3 separate regions of the Mus musculus genome follow, and regions 1 and 3 are each linked to region 2. The links are chromatin contacts, called in public HiChIP or PLAC-seq maps. All regions are on one chromosome and are shown on one strand. The core of a region is the stretch at or near the end of the contact, and the rest is flanking DNA. Distances in the headings are between cores, read along the strand shown. Region 1 overlaps Dock1 (dedicator of cytokinesis 1). Region 2 overlaps Fank1 (fibronectin type 3 and ankyrin repeat domains 1). Region 3 has its middle 38 kb from the start of Gm35364.

Region 1 (2,836 bases), core at 283-2,782, 980 kb after region 2:
CATCAGCAAAGACTCTTTCCAGATCTCCACTCTGGTGTGTTCCACGAAACTGACCCAGAACGGTGAGTTCTAGAATTCCTCCCTCTCCAACACATCCCTTTTGGCTGCGTGTTGAGTGGAGGAGTTTCCTGTGGGTGCGTGGACGTCACCCACTGTGTCCTTTGATAAGGACCTCCATAGATGTCGATGAGCTTGGGAAGAGGAAGTGGCATCCGTCAGAGTTTAAAACTCACACTTCTATTTTGGGCTGAGGACTAACTTAGCAGGGAGATTAAACAATGGGAGGACTTAATTTTATTTTTAAATGTGTTTATTTGTGGTGTATGTGGGGGCAGTCAGAGGACACACTGGCTTCTTTCCTTTCTCTGTGTGAACAGTGGGGCTTGAACTCTGTTCATCAAGCTTGTTAGCGAGCACCGTAACCACTCTTCCGTCTTGTCAGCCTTCCTCTTGGAGAAGTTTTCCAGGCAAAAGAAGGAAACAAGGCATCATGGGGAATACACAAGGTTTGAAAACAGATCAGAGAAATGGAGTTGAACCTTCATTCTAACTTAACCCTGGAAATGACCTTGAGTAACGAAGCTTTTAACCCAGCTCTTCCCGCTGGTACACATGTGAATAATGCCTGCTTCCGGAGCGTTCTGGCTAGTGTATACACACTGTCAGATGTGAGGTACTCCCTTCTCTGTGTCTTCCTCTGTCTTGATTCTCCTTGAGATAATTCCCAGTTATCTCTCTTTGGAGAAGTTGATTGGCCTGATATGTTTGGGCTCCCTGCTTACAGTGTGAGATAAGACCTCCTTGCTGGTTCTAGTCCACCAAGCTCAGCCTAATGTGGCAGGTCACTCATCAGCTGATGCCTCGGCCCTGGGCTGACTGAGTTCATTTCCCACTGCTTGCAGCCTCCTCGGAGTCATGGCAGCCCGGTGGCGATACTTCTTATTCAGGGCACACCAGTACCGTTGCCGTGACTCTGTCTGGAGGAGGCAGAGGCTCTCTGCACAAATCCTTCATTTAAAAGCCGCGTCCTCCTAATGTGGCCGTATCATAGCTGTGCAGAGACTTTATGCTCTCTTGAAATGGAGCTTGAAAATCCAATTTTTTTCCCTCTTAACTGCCTGATAGGAGTTGTGATTATTAATGTCCGTCATTATCAGGAATCACATCTCGGTGTTGCCTGTCAGTCATGGCTGGAGTTTGAGATTTGCCGAGGAGCAGGCATCGTTTGGGCTTGCACTGGATTACCCTAGCATGGAAGAAGCCCGTCCTTTGGAAGATGGGACTCTGGAAGGGAGAAATGTTGCTGTCCTGAGGGCTGAGGCGTGCCAGTCAGGTGTCTTTCAAACTTTCGCCACCTGCTGCTTCCATCTCTCTTTACATTTTACATCTCTCTTCATTCTCAGCTTTGCCCAGTGAGGCTTTCCCACCCTTGGCCTCCCTAGTAAAATATTAGTGAGAGGCTGTGAGTCATCCAGACACATCTGAGTTGTTTGAGCCTATGTGAACACCGATACTTGGAGACCATTTGGACACTTCCTGGTTGCCAAGTCACCGTGGGTTTGAATCATTTCTGAAGGGTTCTTACTTGCTGCCTGTGGTAATCGCTACCAGCAAATGACCCCCCCCCCCCATCCCCCACTTCCCAGAAGGACTGGATTTGTGTAAGTGGGGGGGGGGGGGAGGGAGGATTGTGCAGGAGTTTGATTCTCAGGGACATGAGTCAGCTATGTGGGCTCCAGCTAGTGACTGGGCTGTGCAAAGAATGTCCCAGTACTAGGAATGAGATTCTCAGCGTGTACCTACATTGGGGTACATGAACTAATGTTTGTGCCTCATTCAATGCAGGCTAAGGGTGGTGTCCCCAGCTGGGTCATTGACCCCAAGTGTGTCTGCTTTAGTGTCTCAGCAGGTGCTGAGCTCTGCTCAGCTTCTCACTTTGGAGGAAGCCACTGTCTTATATGTGGGTCAGTGTTCCAGATGCATCGCTAGTTGTCTGAAATTTGATCATAATTTCCTATCAAAACAAGTCTCATCCACAGTATCTCTTTAAAACATGCGGGGGGGGGGGAACCTCCCAGGGTGGTGTGTGGAATACTTTCTTACCTTACAGCTCCTTGAATCTCACCATTTGCAGGGTGATTCCCTCCCTGGTACCCAGTGAGAGAGCCCTGGTCTCTGCAGCAGCTGTTGCCAAGCAACAAGGAAATTCCAAAGTGATGCTGCTCACTGAACAGAAGGAAGAATCTGGCTTTCATTTCATGCAAGCATTGATACCCCTTTTTGGGATTGTGCCATGCCAGGAGTGTATAAGATGGGGGTGCCCTAGTTGGCGCCTGAGTGTGGAGTCCCAAATTCTCCTCTGAGGGAATCATTTTTCCTGAAACCATAATTTGTTCTCGCAAAGTTCCATTACTTAGGGAAAGAAAAGCAGGGGCTGAATTATTCATCAAGGTTTGTATTAAAGATCTCTGTCCTCAGCGCTGTGTGGGCTGCCATAGGGGATAGGACAAGAACTGTAAGATGCGATCCCTCCTCTCAATTAGCTTACTGTATAATGAGAGGGAAAGGAGTCATGAAACAAAGGATAATTATGAACCCAGCTGTGTTGAGTCCCCGGGACTGGAGGCCTTTCCTGCCTGGGTAGCTCTGTGGGGGAGGGACAAACTTTTTCCTTCAGCACTGCCCAGTGGGGTGATTTGTGAATTTTCTCATTTGAACTTTTTCCTCAAATTTGCAATACAGAGCCCAGATGGGCAGTACAAATGTTATAATCCAAGTTTTTTGTTGGGTGGGATGGGGTTTGGTTGCTGAGGCAGGAGAATTTACAAGTTCAAAT
Region 2 (3,033 bases), core at 237-2,736:
ACACCTCATACTGCAGGCTGTCTATATGATGAGAAAAGAAAACACAATCCCCAACAGCACCTGTCAGCAGACAAGAAATGTGGTATCAAACATGCTCTATCAAGGTCTGCTTATGAAAAGGTCTCCTTAGCTTTGGACCTGAGTCCCACATTGTCAGTCTGCAGAGACTGAGGACTGGGCTGCTGTCAGTGTCCTGATCACTATGCGGGTTGGCTGACTGAAGGTAAAACAGAATCAGCAATCACACAGCATCCTGCCCCACCCCCACCTCACCCCGTCTTGGGGTTACCAGAGATCTTTCTCACGGAGGTCAAGTAGAACTTCCGCTTTGGGATGCCACTGGTGAAAATTATTTGCACATGGGATAAAGCCTGTTGGTTCTGCCATTTTAAAGGACTAATACCTGTGCCACAAACGTGTTGGGGGGGGGGAGGGGGGAAGGAGCGATGAACCCAGATCACCACGCTCCTTCCCTTAGCTTGGGGACCAGCATTACCATAAGTTGCTAACTCATTAAGATAATCTTTTTTTCTTTTTAAAGATGATTCTCACTATGTACCTTTGGCTGGTCTGGCCTTCCAGATGTAGATCAGGCTAGTCTAGGTCTCCCAAGAGACCTGCCTGTCTCTGAGTTTGAGATTAAAGGCATTTGCTGGGTACTGTAGGTATTGTATCATATTAACTGTCTCTTCCCATAGTACTAACTGAAATCATTGGCAACCTGAACTTCTTGCCTTCTGTGAGACGTCTGGCTGTTGGAAATCTAAATTGATGTGGTGTGAAGACACTAATGAGATAAACATCTGGTTGGCCTGCTGCTTCTATCTAACATGCTGTGACTTCAGTGTGAGCCAGTGCTAGCCAGCCACTTGGACCCCCTAAAAAGCTTCTAAAGAGCTTTAAGTGAGGTGCCACATGTCTGTAATCACAAACCTTGGGAAGTCAGCTATCCACTTACACTCTGTCTCCTCAAAACCCCCAATGTTTCAGAAAGCACAAAATGTAATGATTCACCAGGCAGTGGTGGCACACGCCTTTAATTCCAGCACTTGGGAGGCAGAGGTAGGCAGATTGCTGAGCTCGAGGCCAGTCTGGTCTACAGAGTGAGTTCCAGGACAGCCAGGGATATACAGAGAAACCCTGTCTCGAAAACACCAAAAAAAAAAAAAAAAAAAAAAAAAAAAAAAAAAGTAATGACTCCCGTGTCTTGGGAATACAAGACAGTGACTCACTGGCAATGAGCCCAGTTACAATTTGTCTGTTTGATTCTTGGGAAGGGAAAGAACAAGCAGACAGACAGGTGCTGAGGAAGGGTTGTTGCTTCCCGCCCCATGATCCCAGAGCTGTGTCAATGACTTGCTACTCTTTGATGATTACAAACGTCTGATTCAAAGGTTTCTCTTCTCTGACACCTAAACTCCATCCTCCAGTGGCCTGCCAAGAGCTGGGACTGTCCCAAGGCTTGGTGCCCTGTGAGCTCTCCTTACAGCCCTGTCAGTATGAGTCAGGCTGGCTTGCCACAGCTCTTTCCTGCTAAATGTGTCTCTTGTGATGACACTCTGCCCCACTTCAGCTGGCATCTGTTTACTTTGAGTTAATTTTAGATAGAGCAGATTAATCATTACATCGCAATGATGCCAGCAGCACAGTTGGCAAGTCACAGAGGGGCACAGGAATCAGGAATCCTGACTGAGTGTCAGCCCCTGCCTCTCTCCAGTTGGGATAGGTGGGTAAGAGGAGAGACAGACCTTCCCTTTGGGATCCCTGTGGATGAACAGAGCTGTGCCTGGTGCCTGCCGCCGGGCCTGGCCTATGATGACTGTGCATGCCATGCCAGAAGAGTTAGCAGAACAAGATCCAGAAGAGAATAAATAGAATCAGATTTGAGTCAGGAAGCCCAGGCCCGGAAGTCTGACAGCGCAGAGCTTGTGGGTGTTATTGGGGCAGACCTGTCCTCTTTCACAGGGCAGCAGCTAGCTGGAATCTCTGCATCACTTTAGCCTTAGAATGGTTGCTTCTCCCCAATACCTCCTGCCCTCCTGGAATTAATCAGAGCAAACTCCACTTTGGGGAGTGTGGTGGTTTCCAGTGTCATACAGGGCGACCACATTTATCTTATAGATTTGTGTTCCTTTTCCCCTTCATTGCCCACATTCGTTTCTGCTTCTTTTCTGTTCTTTTTGGTCTCATTTGTTATCTCTGTGCCTGACCCCCACCAGGTCAGAAGCTCGGCTTGCTAGACAGGGAGGTGAGGCACAGGCACTTACCTCATCACTTGACTTAGAAGGACAGGGCAGAGAGCTGGATAGAGACTACCACGTGATGCGCGGAAGAGACATGCTTTCTTCCCTTGCTTTCTCTCTTTTCTCTCAGGACCTGGTTCATGCTGGGCAACGGATTGTGCCACTGAGCTATGTGCCAGCCCCCAAAGTGTTCCTTCTCAACTATATCAGTACTGAAGATTAAAAACTCAATTCTTCCTAGCAAGGAAAATAAATATGAATTTTCAACTGGGCTTTGTAGACCCTTGAAGGATTTGGTTTCTGCCATGCTCTCTGCCCGCCCAGCCTTGGGAAGCAGTTTTTCCTCCTGCTATGGCCCTAGTGGAGAGGCAGCAAGCTTAGAGGCTCCTAGCTGAAGAGTGTCCTTTCCTTCCCTGAAGTGAGGTCTGTGTGTTCAGGGCTGGATTCCAAAGGTGGGGCTGCTGGCAGCAAGCTGTGTGATTAACCGAGGAGACAACAGTAAAGACCAGGAAAGGCTGGGTAGACAGGTAGGTCTGGTTCCTCCACATTTGAGGTCAGCAGGGTGTGTGCCAACCTGGCTTGGCCCTAACTCCAGTGTCTAGCTATCAGTCCTGCTGTCTGACCAGCTTCCCAAGGCTGGCCAGTCTGCTGCCCACAGATCTCTTGGAGAAACAAGGACTCAGCTCATGGGTGGGTGTGATTTAGCCTTTAAAAGATGGTTTTCAAACATTGGTAAGATGGTGGCTGACATACAGATGTAAAATAATTACCCTTAGCCAGGTGTGGTGGC
Region 3 (3,089 bases), core at 451-2,950, 710 kb before region 2:
TCAAGCTGGAGATTCGACAGAGCCTGTAGCCTTCAGCCTGAGCCTAGGATGCCAGCTTATTTAGTGGATTAAAAACATTAAAAGGCTTGGAAGACTGTCAGAACCTTTCAGGCAGGTACCCACTGTTACTAGAGGGTTGGAAGAAGCACTTACAAAAAGAGTGGAGCTACAGAGCACCTATGAATTCACACACTTGTCTCAGCAGATACTTGCTGACAGTGCAGCCTTGAGTGGTGCCCTGAGGATGTACCAGGGGAAATTGTCTTGGCAGGTTTCTCTAAGAACTTCCAGGAGTATACAGCCAGACACAGAAATGACTTAGCCGATTAAGATCACCGCCGTTCCTAAAGCAGGAACCACAGGATCCTAAGCAGCCTCAGTACAGGCTTGCCTGGCAACCTTTCCTGCCTCAGCAAGGGAGGGGCAGCCAGGCCCACTAACCCTCACCTTTCCCCTCTTCCACTCGGGGTCAGAGATAGCGCACTGAGCTGCAGACATGAACGGAACAGTAGGCGCCATGGGGATTCGCACCAGCCCAGTAAGCAGAAAGCGATGGATGTGCAGGCACGTGGGGACTAAGAATCAGACAGGACATCCAGAAATAAGTGGGGTTCAAGGGCCAGCAGCTGAAGGGGTGCAATCTCTTCCACTGAGCTCAACTTTCTGGGCCCCGGGGCGATCCAGGTCCTGGGGCATCATGGCTCCTGAATCACCACTTTGAGTATCATGTGCCTGGTCTAAGTACAAGCCTACTCCAGGAAGGCCTGACCTATCGGGCATGAAGCAATGTGTTTGGGTTGTTCCACGGGGAAAAGCAATTTATACAACCATCCACTGCAGGGCAGAATTAAGCAGCCCCTATCAGACACACAGAGCATGCACCAGCATGGTGCCATCTGGGCAGGTCTGGGATGCTGTCACTTTTGAGCAGGCAGGTTCTCAATTCTATTAACCACTGCCTTTATAATAAATAAGCCACATTAACTAACTTGGAAACAATTTCCTTCATGGAGGATGAAAATGATCCTGTAAACTAATTCTTCTGGTGTCCTTCATAGCAAGGTGGGTATCACCACACTTGAGGACAACCTATCCTTACCTGGGAGGCTCAAGAGTGCCAATGGCAAGGAAGAAAGCATCCTTTGGGCAGGACTTTACATATCCAGGTTTTGTGGAATTCAGCAAACTGAGGAACAGGAAACATGTCCGGCTGGCTTTAGGTTGTAAGAATGTGAAAAGCCTCAATGTCTATCTGTAGCTTGGGGAACTCGTGTCTTCAAATAGGACAACCAGTGACAACTGTAAGCAAGCCTTGGAAGCCCCATACGTTAGGACAGTAAAATAGACAGTGTCCCAGCGCGGATACAGACATAGCCATTCAAGTGCCCAAGCCTTGGCTGGGTCTCCACAGACTACTAGGTGACAGGAAGCACAGTCCTGGGAGACTTGAGGGGACATTGGGTGACAAGAGCATCCCTACCTCACTGGCTCCTAGAAGGAGGGGGAGGGGAAAGGGGATGGCATAGCAGGTGGGGAGTCTTGGCAGTCACTGGAAACAAGGAATGCCCCTTGATTATCGGGATCTGCTAAGCAAAGCTGCTTGAGGCCAAGTTGGAATGAAAAGTTGGACCCATGAACATCAACAACCCACACACCGATGTCATTTTGTGACCTCAACATGAGTCACCACACCCAAACCTGCCCAGCTAGCCAGGAAAGAGAAGGCAGCTGCTGTGATCAGCCTGACCACGGGCTCCCCAGGATGGGGTGTGAGGCAGTGTCTATAGGAACTTGAAGGACTACAGACTAACCATCTTCTCTTAAAACAGGGACATGAGGAATGCCTGTCAGCAGATCAGGAGTCCCTGAAATCCAACCTAGCTCAAAGATGTCTGACCGCCAAAATCTTCAGCCAAAACTCACTAGGGCACCTTTCAACCTCTGCCCAAACATCACCTAACGGAGTCTCACCTCGGGCCCAGCATCCCAAACAGTACCCAGGTCAAAATGACCACTGAGGACCACGCTACTGTTTGAGAGATTCGGGAACAGGCAGGGAAGAAGTAGATACAAGAGGAAGCCCAGGTTGAACTAGCACCAGCTAGGCATCCCTCTCCCCATGACAGTGAGATGCTCCCTGAGAGCCTAAGCACCAGGCAGCTACCAATACTCAGCTGAACAAAGGACAAGGGGCATTGAGTGGAGTCCAGAGAGGTGTGGCCAGACATTTGGGACACAGACTGTCACTATAACAAGATAGAACCTAGACACTTCAGGTTCCATCTTCAGCGTAAGGCTGAAGGTCAGGGGGAGGCATGATGGGAGCATGAAGAATCTACAGGGCAGAGTTCTCACAGAGCCACTGGAGGAAGCATTGATCATCTAGCTCTAGGAGCCTTCTTTGAAACTTTGGCTAGCAAGATGGCTCAGTGGGTAACTCCGAAGGTCCTGAGTTCAAATCCCAGCAACCACATGGTGGCTCACAACCACCTGTAATGAGGTCCGACGCCCTCTTCTGGTGCATCAGAAGACAGCTACAGTGTACTTATATAATAATAATAAATAAATCTCTGGGACGGAGCAAGGAGCAAGAAGGGACTGAGTGAACAGGGCTGACTGGAGCAAGCAGAGGTCCTAAAATTTAATTCCCAACAACCACATGAAGGCTCACAACCATCTGTACAGCTACAGTGTACTCACATACATCAAATAAATAAATCTTTAAAAAAAAGAAAAATCAACTTTGGCATATTTTCCCTAGTCTGAGACAAGTGGTCAATATTTACAGAAAAGTAAAAAGTCACTACGTGAGAGGTTTGGTAACATTAGGAATATTGTGTTACCTATATATACCATATATTATGTGAGAGGCCATACATATAGTTTGGTGTGATGAGAGATACAGATTTCAAGCATTCCAAAATATGTAAAAATATAAGAATATCTATAGGTCAAATGGGAAATGAAATATAAAACATATGCAGATTTTTTATTTAAAAATATTCTCTAGTGAATGAATTTAATCTTAATATATACATATATGCATGAGACAAAAAAAAAGTGTTATCTCTTCATGCTACAGTTGAAAG

What was found. HiChIP or PLAC-seq counts read pairs in DNA pulled down with a chosen protein or histone mark.
Region 1: a contact with region 2 is called in a FOXA1 HiChIP or PLAC-seq map of pancreatic cancer cells. The contact joins two enhancer-like sites. A contact is called at or near these places in 1 of 39 promoter capture datasets (embryonic stem cells), 2 of 115 datasets of contacts at active chromatin or transcription factors (embryonic stem cells and pancreatic cancer cells) and 1 of 9 other capture datasets (liver).
Region 3: a contact with region 2 is called in a FOXA1 HiChIP or PLAC-seq map of pancreatic cancer cells. The contact joins two enhancer-like sites. A contact is called at or near these places in 2 of 115 datasets of contacts at active chromatin or transcription factors (extraembryonic endoderm stem cells and pancreatic cancer cells) and 1 of 9 other capture datasets (adipose tissue).

Annotation. Positions count from the first base shown.
Region 1 is chr7:134,772,414-134,775,249 of GRCm38.p6, forward strand. It overlaps Dock1 (dedicator of cytokinesis 1), which reads left to right. Exons shown (of 52, transcript NM_001033420.2): 18 at 1-62. Among named protein-coding and RNA genes, the nearest start is that of Dock1, 100 kb to the left of the region's middle. Within about 2 kb of position 1,533, at least 83 of the 459 cell types and tissues checked have an H3K27ac peak or open chromatin away from gene starts, as enhancers often do. A contact at or near this core is called in pancreatic cancer cells, where this site is marked.
Region 2 is chr7:133,792,190-133,795,222 of GRCm38.p6, forward strand. All of the region lies in intron 1 of Fank1 (fibronectin type 3 and ankyrin repeat domains 1), which reads left to right. Among named protein-coding and RNA genes, the nearest start is that of Fank1, 17 kb to the left of the region's middle. Within about 2 kb of position 1,487, at least 132 of the 459 cell types and tissues checked have an H3K27ac peak or open chromatin away from gene starts, as enhancers often do. A contact at or near this core is called in pancreatic cancer cells, where this site is marked.
Region 3 is chr7:133,083,926-133,087,014 of GRCm38.p6, forward strand. It overlaps a transcript of Ctbp2 not described here. Among named protein-coding and RNA genes, the nearest start is that of Gm35364, 38 kb to the right of the region's middle. Within about 2 kb of position 1,701, at least 17 of the 459 cell types and tissues checked have an H3K27ac peak or open chromatin away from gene starts, as enhancers often do. A contact at or near this core is called in pancreatic cancer cells, where this site is marked.